Regions from separate parts of the Mus musculus genome. Here region 1 is linked to region 2. The links are chromatin contacts, called in public ChIA-PET maps. All regions are on one chromosome and are shown on one strand. Each heading gives the region's core, a stretch centred on a gene start, on an enhancer-like site or on the middle of the called end of the contact. The rest is flanking DNA. Distances are from core to core; before and after follow the strand shown. Region 1 holds the start of Plekhm2 (pleckstrin homology domain containing, family M (with RUN domain) member 2). Region 2 holds the start of B330016D10Rik (RIKEN cDNA B330016D10 gene).

Region 1 (7,237 bases), core at 140-2,639, 120 kb after region 2:
TTAAGGCCAGCACTCTGGAGGGAGAGTTTGAGGTTAGCCTTGTCTGTATAGTGAGACTGTTAGAAAAGAAAAGAAAAGAAAAGAAAAGAAAAGAAAAGAAAAGAAAAGAAAAGAAAAGAAAAGCAAGAAAGAAGAGGGCCAGAGAAATGCTTCAGTGGGTGAAGGCATTGCTGCCAAAACTTACACATTGAGTTTGAGTACTGGAATTAACAGGATAGGAGAGAATCAATTCTCAAAAGTTGACCTCTGACCTCCACTCTCCCATTTACATACGGACACACACACAGCTCCTAAAGTATAGTTACACACACACACACACACACACACACAGAAAAAGCATGAAGGCAGGCTAGTCAATCTTCCCCACTCCTCTATTTTTCGGTTTCACTATGTAGTCCAGGCTAGCTTGGACCTCAGGACTCTGCTTTAGCCTCCTGTGTGCTGGATGACAGAGATGCATCACCACACCCAGCCTTCTGAGGCTGGCCTGTCTCCTCACCCCTGTGCGTGCCCTTGACAGGTAGTCATTCCTACCAGGAATTGGGGCAATGACCAATACTAACAAGCCCCAACCCAAAGTGTCATAGTGTCACCGTCCCACGGCTTACCTTCCAAAACTACAACCCTAGACACCTCAGGTCCTCACTCAGAGCTCTGTAACTCGCTTTTTTCTAAACTGCCATCCTGGAGTTAGGACGACTTGGGGATTCCGTGGGTCCCCAAGCAATGTCGCAGGGCACAGCTGGGGTGACCAGCAGGTGCTGGTTCTCGGCCTTTGCCCCGAGGGAGGGAGGGAAGATGCAGTGGATTCCTCGAGGATGCTCTCCCTGCCCCGTCCTACCCGCAGCCTTCCCGAGGTGTCACGGGCCAGTCGCGGGAAGACAAGGCCGATTCGGGCACCGGGGAGCTCCGAGGACGCTGACCTCAACTTTGTTCTTTAAAAATAGCTCGGAGGCCGCGGCGCTCCCGGGAGTCGCCTGCTTCTCCAGCAGGGCCCAGGGTCGCCAGGACGACAGTGGCCCGGGGTCCCGGTCATGGAGGCGACCCGGGGGGGACTAGCGACGGGGACCGGGGAGGGGGTCGGGGCCGAAGGAGGCCGCTCACCTTCTTCACCGACAGCGAGATGTTCTCCAGGATTCGGTCCTTCACCTCCCGCGGCTCCATGGCGCTGCCGCCGCCGCCCCGCCGCCGCTTCCCACGCCGGGAGCCCGGGGCCGCCGCCAACCGCTGCCGCCGGCCGTGCGGGGGCTCCGTCGTGCCGGCCGCGGGCCCCGGCGCCCGCCGCCCTCGTCTCGCCTCGCCTCGCCTCGCCCGGGCCTCGCTCCGCCGCCGCCGCCTCCCGAGCGCCGAGCCGGGAAGGAGACGCGGGCCCTGCGCGGCCGCAGGAACTGATGTCAGGCGGGGCGGCGCCAGCACCGGCCGGGAGGGACGGCGGCGACCAGGCGGGCCCGCCTCCTCCGAGACCCGGGGCGATGGAGACCTGGGAGCTCAGAGATCCGGAGCCCCGGGGACCTGCAGACCTAGGGGACTCACACAGCCCGGATCGCATAGACCCAGGACCTCACAGAGCCAGAATCGCATAGATCCGGCACCGCAGAGCCTCGGGACCTCAAACACGCTGGGACTCAAAGACTTCGCCTCCCACTTCCCAATCCTGCACAAACTCCTCATGAGACCCTGGGAGCTCACCGATCTCCAGAGCCACCCTGCTCAAAGACCCCGGGAACCTCACAGACCCCGGGCCCCCTCCCAGCTCCTCTGAGATACCGTATTGTCCGTGTTGTCGTTCCCCTAACCCCTTGCAGCAAGGCCCTGCACGGGCCTAAAAACTGCCCCAGCTCCTTAGATATTGCTCCCTCTCTCCTTGCCCACACTTCCCTTCCCTGTAACATTCAAAGGCTCTCCTTCCAGGACCCGGCCAACTCCTTGAAGACCCCACTCAGGACCAGGACAGACGGGGCCCCTCCCTCATTCCAAACCTGACATTCCTCACCCTTGCCCACAAGGGGCCCCAGATATACCCGAATACTCGAGAGACTCTGGAGACAAGGCTTGGCCTGGCAGAGACACCTACCTATTCCTTTCCAACTGCTCCACGCACACCCCAGGGTTCCGAGGTTTGGACCGCCTAGAGCCACTCCAGCACCCAACGTTGCCCTGATGCCAGAGCTCAGCCCTCCATCCTCTCCAACACTCCAATTCACCGTTCTCAAGGTATCTTCTACTTCCAAAACAAGCCCTCTTCCCTATCGGCCCTCACACCCTCTGTCTTGGCTAGTTTTGTGTCAGCTCGACCAGGGACACAAGCTAGGTTCATCTGAGAGGAGAAAAACTCAGTTGAGAAAACGCCTCCATAAGATAAGGCTGTATGACATTTTCTTAATTAGTGATTGATGGGGGGTGGGAGGGAACACAGCCCATTGTGGTGCCATCCCTGGACTGGTGGTCCTGGGTTCTATAAGGAAGCAGGCTGAGCAACGTAGGGGAAGACAAGCCATCAGCTCCTGCCTCCAGGTTCTTGCCTGGTTTGACTTCCTGACTTAGCATCCCTCAGTAGACTGTAATTCGGGACATGTAAGCCAAATAAACCCCTCCTCCACCCCCAAGTAGCTTTGGTCATGGTGTTTCATCATAGCAATAGGAAGGTGACTAAGCCGGGCAGTGGCGGCGCACACTTTAATCCCAGCATTCCGGAGGCAGAGGCAGGCGGATTTCCGAGTTTGAGGCCAGCCTGGTCTACAGAATGAGTTCCAGGACAGCCAGGGCTACACAGAGAAACCCTGTCTCGAAAAAACAAACAAACAAACAAAGGACACACCTCCCTCCACTGTATCCTACTGCAGGCTTCCCTCCATCAGCCCCAAGTCCAGCATAATTCACTGAACACATGCCCTGCCCAAAGGCACCAGCTCTATCTACACTTGGGTTCTGATTCCTACCTGGATCACTTCTCTAAGTTTGGTCCCAAAATAAACATAACCTCACAGAGCAATAAATCCAGTCTTTAATTCTCAGACACCAAAACTCTCCCTTCTGGCTCCCTAGTCTTCAATCGTGAACTCACCCCTAAAGTCCCCCGTGGAAGCACTAATTCTATCTACAGCCTACGGAACAGAGGACCTCACCCCTTTCCTGACCTCCAAGGAGAGCCCGACCATGTGATAGTTTTAAAGTTTGGTTTCTCTAGGACTGGATAATGGATCAAATAAACTCTGGAAAAGGAAAGAAAACCTGGGATTCCTGCATTCCTTCCCACTCGGGGCCTAGCTAGCGGCTGCAGGACTCCATACTACAACCAAGTGTTAGCCAGGCAGTGCACACCTGTCATCTCAGCACTTGGGGAGCGAAGGCAGGAGGACTTACAAGCCATCCTCAGCTACACAGTGAGTTGTAGGCCAGCCTGGGCTACTACTGAGATCCTGTCGCAAACAACAACAAAACCCAAGCGAAAACATTAAGCCATGCCTATAATTTTTGTCTTATTTCCTTTCCTTTCCTTTCCTTTCCTTTCCTTTCCTTTCCTTTCCTTTCCTTTCCTTTCCTTTCCTTTCCTTTTTCCTTTCCTTTCCTTTCCTTTCCTTTCCTTTCCTTTCCTTTTTCCTTTCCTTTCCTTTCCTTTCCTTTCCTTTCCTTTCCTTTCCTTTCCTTTCCTTTTTCCTTTCCTTTCCTTTCCTTTCCTTTCCTTTCCTTTCCTTTTCCTTTCTTCCTTCCTTCCTTCCTTCGTTTCTTTCTTTCTTTCTTTCTTTCTTTCTTTCTTTCTTTCTCTCTTTCTTTCTTTCTTTTTGAAATAGTTCTTTCTCTATATAGTTTTTCTGGTTGGCCTGAAACTCACTGTGTAGACCAGGTTGACCTTAACAGAGACCTGCTTGTCTCTGCTTCCCCACTACTGTGACTAAGGCTGTGTATAATCACGGCCACTAGATCCTGTACTAGGTTGTGTTTTTTTGTTTTTTGTTTTGTTTTTTTGTTTTTTGAGACAGGGTTTCTCTGTGTAGCCGTGGCTGTCCTGGAACTCACTTTGTAGACCAGGTTGGCCTTGAACTCAGAAATCCACCTGCCTTTGCCTCCCGAGTGCTGGGATTAAAGGCGTTGTGCCACCAAGCCCAGCCCTGTACTAATTTTTAAATCAAGGTCTCACTCTAGCCCTTCCTGGCCTTGAAGTTGAGGCGATCCTCCTGCCTCAGACTCCAAGTACTTAGACACACACCACCAGGATCAACTTAAACCAAATGTTCTCCATAGACTCAAGCATATGACCCCAGGCATCGCTTGTGTCTTCTGAACCCGGGACCCATTTTAGGTTTTGTATACTGGGTTAGTAGCCACCCTAAGGGCTGGAGCAGACCTTTAGGGAGCAAGGCAACCAAAGCCAGGGCGTTTTAAGATTGATATTGAATTCAGGAAAAACAAGAGTCACCATGGAACTGTGGTAGAGGGCAAAGCGGGGACGGTTGGGGATCAAGGTTGCCTTTGTGGCCCAGATAAGGAAAAGATTGAGGGCAGAGGACATATTGCATTAAATGATGAAAGCGAGAGAGACGGGTGCCCAAAGCTGTTTGTGGCAAGGAGGCAGAGGCAGAGGAGGAGGCAGAGGAGGAGGCGGAGGATTAGACTGAATGAAGGACTTCCCTCCCCGTCCCTCCCAGCCAGGGAGCCTACAAGACCCCAACCTGTGAGATGCAGGCCTGGCACAACCACTCAGACCCTGAGTCTAACCAACAAGCCTGTGGTTAGTCCCTGCTACTCAACATCAAGCCACCTGCTCAGCACCGAGTTTTGACAAACACTACTTCATGTTTTGGATTAAAGACCAATTCAGCTTTTTAAAATGTGTGTTAGTGGAAAGGGATCCACAGGCAGGCAAGAGGCAGGGACAGTCCCCGCTCCAGTTGTAGGGGGACCCCCATGAAGACCAAGCTACACATCTGCTACATATGTGTGTGTAGGGGGGAAGGTTAGGTCCAGCTGTGTGTGTGGGGGGTTAGGTCCAGCTGTGTGTGTGTGGGGGGTGTTAGGTCCAGCTGTGTGTGTGTGGAGGGGGGGTTAGGTCCAGATGTGTGTGTGTGGGTTAGGTCCAGCTGTGTGTGTGTGTGGGGGGGGTTAGGTCCAGCTGTGTGTTGGGGGTTTAGGTCCAGCTGTGTGTGTGTGGAGGGGGGGTTAGGTCCAGCTGTGTGTGTGTGGGTTAGGTCCAGCTGTGTGTGTGTGTGGGGGGTTAGGTCCAGCTGTGTGTGGGGGGGTTAGGTCCAGCTGTGTGTGGGGGGGTTAGGTCCAGCTGTGTGTGTGGGGGTTAGGTCCAGCTGTGTGTGTGTGGGTTAGGTCCAGCTGTGTGTGTGGGGGTTAGGTCCAGCTGTGTGTGTGTGTGGGGTTAGGTCCAGTGTGTGTGTTGGGGGGAGGGGTTAGATTCAGCCCACGTTTGATCTTCGGTTGGTGATTTAGTCCAGATCAGTTGACTCTGTTGGACGTCTTGTGGAGTCCCTATCCCCCTCAGGTCCTTCAATCCTCCCCCACCCCCACCCCGTGGGGGAGGATGTGCCTAGTCCTGCAGTGATTTGATGTTCCAGGGTGGGGTGATAGATAGGGGGCCTCCTCCTTCTCTTCTGAGAAGGGGAAGGGCTGGGCTGTATGAGGCAGGGACTGGGAGGAGGTTTTGATTAGGATGTAAAGTGAATAAATTACATTAATGAAGAAAAATGTGTGTGTGTGTGCTTAAGAATGCTATCTACCAGCCGGGCATGGTGGCACACGCCTTTAATCCCAGCACCTGGGAGGCAGAGGCAGGCAGATTTCTGAGTTCAAGGCCAGCCTGGTCTACAGAGTGAGTTCCAGGACAGCCAGGGCTACACAGAGAAACCCTGTCTCGAAAAACCAAAAACCAAAAACCAAAAAAAAAAAAAAAAAAAAAAAAAAAGAAAGAAACCTGTTAATAATAATAAGATATATTTTTAAAATCATGGTTTGGTGAGGTAGCTCATGGTTGAAGGAACTTGCCATGTAGACCTGGAGACCCAAGTTCAATCCCCAGAACTGCCATATTAGACCTAGAGACCCAAGTTCAATCCCCGGAACCCACATAAAGGTGGAAGGAGAGAATCGAATCCACAAAGCTGTCTTCTGACCCCCAGGGGTGTGCTGTGGTGCACACATCCCCAAGATAATAGTAAAAAATAAAATTTAGAAATATTTTAAAGAATAAAATACAACAAGCTGGGCAGTGGTGGTGCACACCTTTAATCCCAGCACTTGGGAGGCAGAGGTAGGAGGATTTCTGAGTTCGAGGCCAGCCTGGTCTACAGAGTGAGTTTCAGGACAGCTAGGGCTACACAGAGAAACCCTGTCTCGAAAAACTGAAAAGAAAAAAAAAAAAAAGAAAAAAAAGAATGCTACCTACCTTGCTTGAGAGAGCGTCTCTCATTGGCCTGCCACTCAGCTGTGGAATAGGAAGCGTGCATCATGGGACTGGGGGGTGGCAGGGTCAGGAGTCCCTACACAAGGCAAGTGCTTGGCTGACCAAGCCCCGCCTCCGTTTGTTTGTTTCTTTGTTTGTTTGTTTGCTTGGAAACAGTATTTCATACAACCCAAGCTCTCCTCCTGCTCCCTTTGTTGCTGCAGACTACATCTAACTTCTGCTCTTCCCAGGGGCTGGGATGGCAGACACGAGCCATCACGTCTAAGGTATATGGTACTATGTGTGAGAATCAGGGCTTTGGGCTGGAGAGATGCTGAGGAGTTGGGGTACTTGCTTCTCCTTGAAGGCCTCGAGTTAAGATCCCAGCATACATATTTGCTTACAGTCGCCTGTCATGTCACTCCAGGGGATCTGACCCCCTCTTCTGGCCTCCCCATACACACTAATTCAAAACAAAACAACAAAACAAAACCCCACTAGGTGGGGTGGCCCATGCCCTTAATCCCAGCATAGAGGAGGCAGAGGCAAGCAGATGTCTGTGAGCTCACGGCCAGCTTGATCTATAGTGTGAGTTCCAGGCCAGCCAGGACGCTAAGAAATCCTGTCTTAGAAAAATAAAAAACAAAAACAAAAAAAAGAAAACAACAAACAGACAAGCAAACACACAAAAGAAAGCAGCCAGGGCTTTGTGAACTCCAGGGTTCACGTCCAGCTCTCACCAGGTAGTGTATTCTTTGGCTGTGTGCTGGAAATGTCCACTTGCTGTTATTTGGAAGGTGGCGACATTTCCACCATGTTATTGCGTCTGCACCTGTTGGGATAATGGTCCCA
Region 2 (6,892 bases), core at 3,418-5,917:
AGCCTGTCTCACACACACACACACACACACACACACACAATTTTTTTTTAAATTACAACATAAAAATAAAACTTTAAAAAATGCTTAGTAATGGCTAGGTATGGTTGTACACACCATTAATCACAGCACTTGGGAGGCAGGGGCCAGCGGGTCTCTGTGAGTTGGAATCCAGTCTACATATTGAGTTCTACAACAGCCAAGGTAAAATAGTAAAACCCTGTCTCAAAATAATATTAATAACAACAACAATGACAACAGTAATTGATACTCATGGCAAAAGGGTAACCAGAAGGCTTCTAGGCCCTAACTCCATGATAGAGCACTTATCTATGATGCACCGCCCATCCCCATCCCTGCAAATCACATTAATGTAGGTTGCGTTTTAACTGTGAAAATGGATCAAGTGCATCTCATTTGAATATTAAAGAGAACTCCAGGAAGGTGACAGTAAAACTGAGCCATTTGCAGAGGCGAATTAAAATAGATTTGCTTTTAATCAACTCCTATTTTCACACTGTGAAGAGCTGCTGTATTTAGCATGCTAGACATGCTCACAGAGTTCAGTCATGCGGAATGGCGGCTGAGATGGGGAAAGCTGCTGAGCGCCAGGCTCAGGCTTTGAGCAGTAACCTCGTCTCTGGAGTGGGTAATTAATATACCTATTTAGGCAGGAGGACAGAGTAGTCACCAGATACTTCACGACAAATTGATACAAAAAGAAATAGTTACAAATACTGGGAGACAGGTACTTAAAATATATGCATTTCGTCTAAAAGCCACCATATAAAAATATGTAAACAAGCTCTAAAATGACCCAGCCCAAAGCACATGAGAACTGGACAATAGCAATTTCAGACAAGCCTGTTCTAATCAGAGTCTTTGTTTTTCCAAAAAATGAAACAAAATAAAATGCTCAAAAGTATTTGACTACTTGATGTATCTGAGAGTCTAATGGTAAGAGAGAGAGAGAGAGAGAGAGAGAGCAATCTAATACCAAACTAGCACACAGTGTGAGGAAATTATCTTCATAGATTATCAGAACCCCCAAGTTGAATATTGTCTACCTAGACCTAGAGACTCTAACAAGAACTAATACTTCATAGTCTAATGTTCTAAGAGAGTTAAATAATGTATTCTCTGTTGGTTTTAGTTTTCCAGAAAAACAGAATAACTTAATAATTTCTTAGAGGATTGATTCCTAACTTTCTAGCCTTTTTCATCTGAGAGCAGTTGTTGGGAAGATTTCTCCGGGTACAAGTGCTGCTGCTCTGTCTAATATCCAGAGTTATTAACTAATATTTGTAGAATTATACTGAAAAGACACTGGAGGGATACTTATAAATGTAAATCATGGTTGTTGTTTCAGGTAACAGAATCTGAATTTTCTTGTTTCTTCTGGAATAGCTTCCCGTGACTCAGGATAGCCAAAAGTTTCCATGGAGTCCGGGATGGCCTCTGTTTCTCAAGTGTGGGGATCACAGGAGTGAGCCACTTTAATCAGTGAGGATGTGGATTAAAAAAAAAAAATATTTGGCTAGGTGTAGTGACACATACCCTTAGTCCCAGCACTTGAGAGGCAGTGAGTTCCAGGACAGCCAGGGCTATACAAAGAAACCCAGTGTTGAAAAACCAAAATAAATAAGATAGATAGATAGATAGATAGATAGATAGATAGATAGTCCTCTATATTTTCTAAACTTCTCTTCACTTTTATAATTGGAAAAAATCATAACAAATATACTTTGGGATTCTTTATTTTGCAGTGTGGTGCTGGGAATCAAACGCAGAGTTTCCACACATGCCATTTGAGCTCACCCTCAGTCCAATTAAATGAGATTTTCTTGGAAGGCAGCAGCTGAATCAATTAGGGTTCCTCTGAAATGTTAGTACTTGACTACCATAAATCACTATGTACAATAGATCCCATATGAACAAATGGTAATGTTACTAACAGTCATTTTCATAGATCCTTTTCTTTTTTTATTTTCATTTTTATTTTTTGATCAGGCCTGGACTCCCTACCAATTGCCTCTGCCATTGCTGGAATTAATGGCATTTTACTGCCTCATTTATCCTTTAAAACCCCAAAAGTAGTGTTAATCTTCACATTCAAAACAAAACAAAACAAAAAACAAAAAAGCAGGGAAGCCAAGCAGTGGGGATACCTGTACTAGGGAGGCCAAGGCAGGCGGATCTCTGAGCTTGAGGCCAGCAATGGTCTACATCTTGAGTTCCGGGACACCCAGGGCTATGCAGAGAAAAACCTTGGGAGGGTGGGGGAGCAGGGAACTCTAAGGAAACTCTTTGCCCTAAATGATACACATTATCCAAATACCCCAGATCTAGCAAATTGCCACATTGAAACTATCAGGACCCAAACAGAAGATAAGTAATGCAAGTCCCGGCTTTTGACCAATTCAGAGATTATATAAGTGTACTTGATAGAATACTAGAAATAAAAAAATCAAACACAATGTGGTTAACTGCTTATGAAATGTACTGACGTTTCTCACCGTTTTTGAGTTTTCAGCTCTATGGCTCCTCTTAGAAAACTGACTCTAGTCTCGAAAAACAAATAAAATAAAATAAAATAAAATACAAAAAGGAAAAAGCCGGGCTTGGTGGCGCATGCCTTTAATCCCAGCACTCGGGAGGCAGAGGCAGGTGGATTTCTGAGTTCGAGGCCAGCGTCTACAGAGTGAGTTCCAGGACAGCCAGGGATACACAGAGAAACCCTGTCTCAAAGGGGGGGGGGGGGGGGAAAGAATGAAAGAAAACTGACTCTAGTTTGAAGGCTGCAAAAATGTCTGAAGATAACTTTCTTTGAAGAGTCTAGATGAATTTCAAAATACTTTAAAAAAACACACACCCATCCAGTGAGAGTTATCTCTTACAATTTCACTGACAAAACGCCCTAAATAGGGGCTCGATGAATCTCAGTGGTTAGGGGCACCGACTGCCCTTCCTGAAGATGCAGGTTCAAATCCCAGCTCCCACATGGCAGCTCACAACTGTCTCTAAATTCAACATCTGTCCGTCTCACAAAAACATACATGCAGGCAAAACACCAATGCTCAGAAAGGTAAATAAAAAAAAAAACGCCCTAAATCTGGTGTTTTCCCCACCTCTACACATCTGAATTTTAACACAGAGCCCTTCTTTTTCTTTCTTTCTTTTCTTTGTTGTTGTTGTTCTTCGTCCTAAAAACCTTGCACTGAAAGGACATTTCCCCTTAAGATCAGTTTGGTACTTGCAACACCTGGAGGAGGGACCAGCCTAGCTCAGCCAGCCAGAGCTACATTGTGAGCAGCTAACTTAAAAAACAAAACAAAACAAAAATGGTAAAGGATATTTCTAAAAATCCTAGTTATTCAACAATGTAATCCCCCCAAAATTTTTTTTAATGTTTTAGGACACTTTAAAAAAACCAACTCAGTATTTGCTTTATTTTCCTACTGGTGGAAAAATGATTTGAAAGACCCTATTAAATATAATTTCTGTTCAGAGAAACGTGCGGCAGGGATTCTCCAAATTTACAGACTGTATGACTCAGTGTTCATTTGCAACCCGTGTATTACAGCTTTGCTAGAATTCTACCTCTAGCCTGGCTTTCCACACTAATGGTTCCGGGAGGAACCGGTCACCAGCTCATGGTTCCCACCGGGAAGGCGGATCCGGCTCCGCCCAGAGCCCGGGCGGGTGACCTCACAGAGGTCAAGGGCGCTCACACACCTGCAGGCCGCTCCGCCACCCCCACGCCACCCCACGCCGGGGAGCAGCAGGGCCAAGGGCAGCCTGGGGTCTCCCCGACGTGGGGCTGTCACAACCAGCGTGCTTTCTTCACGGAGACTCCTGGCTCACACTCCGCCCCACACTAATAACCCGAGAGGCAATTTCTCTGGCTGCCCTTCAAACTCTGGGTTCACATAGGTGGGCTCCATGACAAGTGGGGTTTTGGGTTTCTTAGTTTCCCCGCCCCCCACCCCCAGGAACCCACAGCCCTGACAGTCCTTTCCACTACACTTCTTGGGAAGTGCGATCGCGGTCACTGTGGTCACCGCGGCGCAAGCCCACGGCGAAGGGAACCCGAGCGGCCCGGCGAGCTCCGTCTGCACACGCGGCCCGCCAGCAAGGGCACCTTCGCCTCCGCTTTCCAGGCGAGAACAATGCGGCAGCCCAACACCCGGGGCCTGCAGGGTCTCCAGGTCCATCGGGAAACTCTCAAACGTGGATCGGGAGAGGGTGGGCAAGACGACCCCACTGCCTCGGCTTTGTCCGGCCTGCCTCCAAGCCGGAGGGACCCGTTTTCGAGACTGGGGGGGGGGGGAGGGGGGGTTGAGAAAGGAGGACAGGACAAGAAGGTCCTCAGATCCACTTCTCATCACACAGGCAACGCGGAAAAAAAAAAAAATGCACGGCGCCGAACTGCGCACGCGCGCGGCAAGGCCACCCATTTCTCTCCCTCCTCCCAGCCCCTCCAAGGAACGCGAGGTCGCCCGAGTGCGCTTGCGCTCGCCGCGGAGGGAAACGTTGGAGGGGGAGGCAACCTTTCCATTGTGAGAGAGCACCGCCCCCGCGGACCCGCGCGCGCCCGCGCCACTCTCACAGTCTCCCGGGCGCGCGCCTGGGCCGCGGCCCGCCGCCGCCAGGCGCATGCGCGGGGTGGGATGACAGTGAAGGGTGGAGAAGGCCGCGGAGCTCGCCGCCGCTGCTGGCCGAGCTACCCTGAGAAGTTTCTGGAAAGAGGGCTACAAAGGGAACCTGAGGGGATGAATGGAAAGCGAGCCATTTTCTGAGAGAAGACAGCGAAAAGTCCCAACAAAAAGTACACGGCCTTAGCCGAGCCCACGACCGACGACACACTCCCATCCAAGGAGGAAGCGTGGGGACAAGGGAGCGGACTGGGAGACGCGGAATGGCGGGGACATTGAAAAGATGGAGGCGCAGCCGCCGGGGCTTGGGAGTGGCAGGGAGGCGCTAGGTCAGGGGTCCCCGAACCCCGTCCTCCTTAGCTCCGCTCCCGTGTGCGCTCTGACCTGCCCGTCTACACTCGGGGGGCCCCCGGGGTTCACGGGGATGTGACGCGCACACGCGCGCGAGCTCATGGACAGCGTGGGAAGGAACCCCGGCCGCGCGCGGGGACAGCGTCCCCACGCCACGGCCCGCCCGGCTGCCATTTTGTAGCGCGGCCGCCATTTTGCGCGGCCCGGGGGCGGGGGAGGGGCTCGGGGCGCGGCCCCGCGGCTCGCGATGGGCGTGGCCGGCGGCGGGCGCGGCCCCGGCCCCCTTTGTTCTCCGCCTGGGGGTCGCGAGGCCCCTCGGGCTCTGCAGCCGCCGCCGGCGCCGCAGCAGCAGCAGCGTGTGAACCGGGAGAGGCAGCCCCAGGGCGTGCGGGATCCGGGAGCCCATCGGAAGCGGGGTGTGTCCCCCCGTGCGAGGGATGACATCCTGCGTGGGGAAACTTAAATCGCCGCCGTGGGAAGCGGCTTACGGGCGAACCGGGCTCGGCATCCTCCACCTCTGCAAACAAAGTCAAGTTCGGTCCCGAAAGCAACAAAGGTGCCGAAACTCCGCGGAACCTAGCACCAGGAGGCGGGGCTCGTGCAGCCCACGAGGTGGAGGAGCGCTGAGAGCTCGGCTTCCATTGGCTGGCCCTCGGAGCACAAGGCTTTCAGGGCCCATTCTCCCTGACCCAGAAGCCTGAACAATAAATATGCTGTGATGGCTTTCTTCTGTCGATTTAACTTCCACTTATTTTCAAAAAGCTATGAGTTTATTAAAAATAAATAATAAAATACGTGCCTGACATCCATCGCCCTTTCACTTTCCGAAAAAGCAAATGTCTTCTTGAGGAATATTTAAAAATGCGAATCTTAGTTGTGTGTAATGCTGAAAATTCTGGCACTATTTCGCAAACCCAGAAAACTTGAAAAACGCTGCTAAATTTGACTTCCAGCTTTTGTGCAGTTTTCTTCCCCCTAATGGTTGACGTGGTTTTTCTTCACAAAAGCCTGGTATCATAAAGGAACCAGCCCGTCCTGACTCATCTATTTGTGTCTTGGCTACAGTAAACCTCTTTTTTTGTCTTCTCACTATGTGTAATTATGGCGACTGCTTATGTTTTCTGTAATAGTGGGGTAAAGCTTATGATGACAGACTGAAAAGGTCAAAACATGTTGAAGGAACCAATCGGGATTTTGATGACTGCCAGATGAGAGAAATTTAGCAGAAGCGTTTCGATTTCAAATTTCATGAATAGGTGGGCTTGGTAGTTATAAAACTGTATACTGTGTCTTTAAGATTACATAAATAGTCTGAAACCTTTAGTAGTGATTACTTAAAATATGTTGTGTTCACCATGTTTTCTTGTCTTGTAACCAAGTAAAACAATTCAAATCATTATTTGGTTAGTTGGTTTTCGAGACAGGGTTTCTCTATGTCGCAGCCCCAGGACATCAGTGAAATCTTATCCTGGGACGTTAGAATAATATGGCATATATGGTGTATTGACACTCCGAGAATGATTTCCCAGCACTTCATTGCACAGACAAGGAGAGTCTGATTGAATTTTAAATTCTATTTCCTTTAGAATTTTTCACTGTTTTTGAGAAAGACTCAAGAAGCTCAAGCGGGTCTTGAACTCAGCTTTGTAGTTGAGGATAAATTTGAACTAAAGATCCTCCGGTCTCTGTTTTTTATTGTGCCCAATGTTTTGTTGTTTTTGTTCTGTGGGTTTTTAAATTTATGTGTATATGTCCTTTCGGGTCAGAAAGGGTGTGGGTCTTGTGGAGCTGGAGTTATAGGCAGTTTGGAACCGCGGTCTTGAGCAAGGATAGAAAGAGTCCTAACCACGGAGCCATCTCCACATCTGCCATACCCCAGTTTTTAAGAC

What was found. ChIA-PET counts read pairs in DNA pulled down with a chosen protein or histone mark.
Region 1: a contact with region 2 is called in an RNA polymerase II ChIA-PET map of memory CD8 T cells, with 42 read pairs. The contact joins the promoter of Plekhm2 here to the promoter of B330016D10Rik in region 2. A contact is called at or near these places in 1 of 39 promoter capture datasets (liver), 1 of 484 Hi-C or Micro-C datasets (embryonic stem cells), 3 of 115 datasets of contacts at active chromatin or transcription factors (effector CD8 T cells, embryonic stem cells and memory CD8 T cells) and 1 of 9 other capture datasets (adipose tissue).

Annotation. Positions count from the first base shown.
Region 1 is chr4:141,662,757-141,669,993 of GRCm38.p6, forward strand. It overlaps Plekhm2 (pleckstrin homology domain containing, family M (with RUN domain) member 2), which reads right to left and starts at 1,390. Exons shown (of 20, transcript NM_001033150.2): 1 at 1,105-1,390. The coding sequence starts at 1,164.
Region 2 is chr4:141,541,495-141,548,386 of GRCm38.p6, forward strand. It overlaps B330016D10Rik (RIKEN cDNA B330016D10 gene), which reads left to right and starts at 4,668. Exons shown (of 1, transcript NR_030695.1): 1 at 4,668-6,819.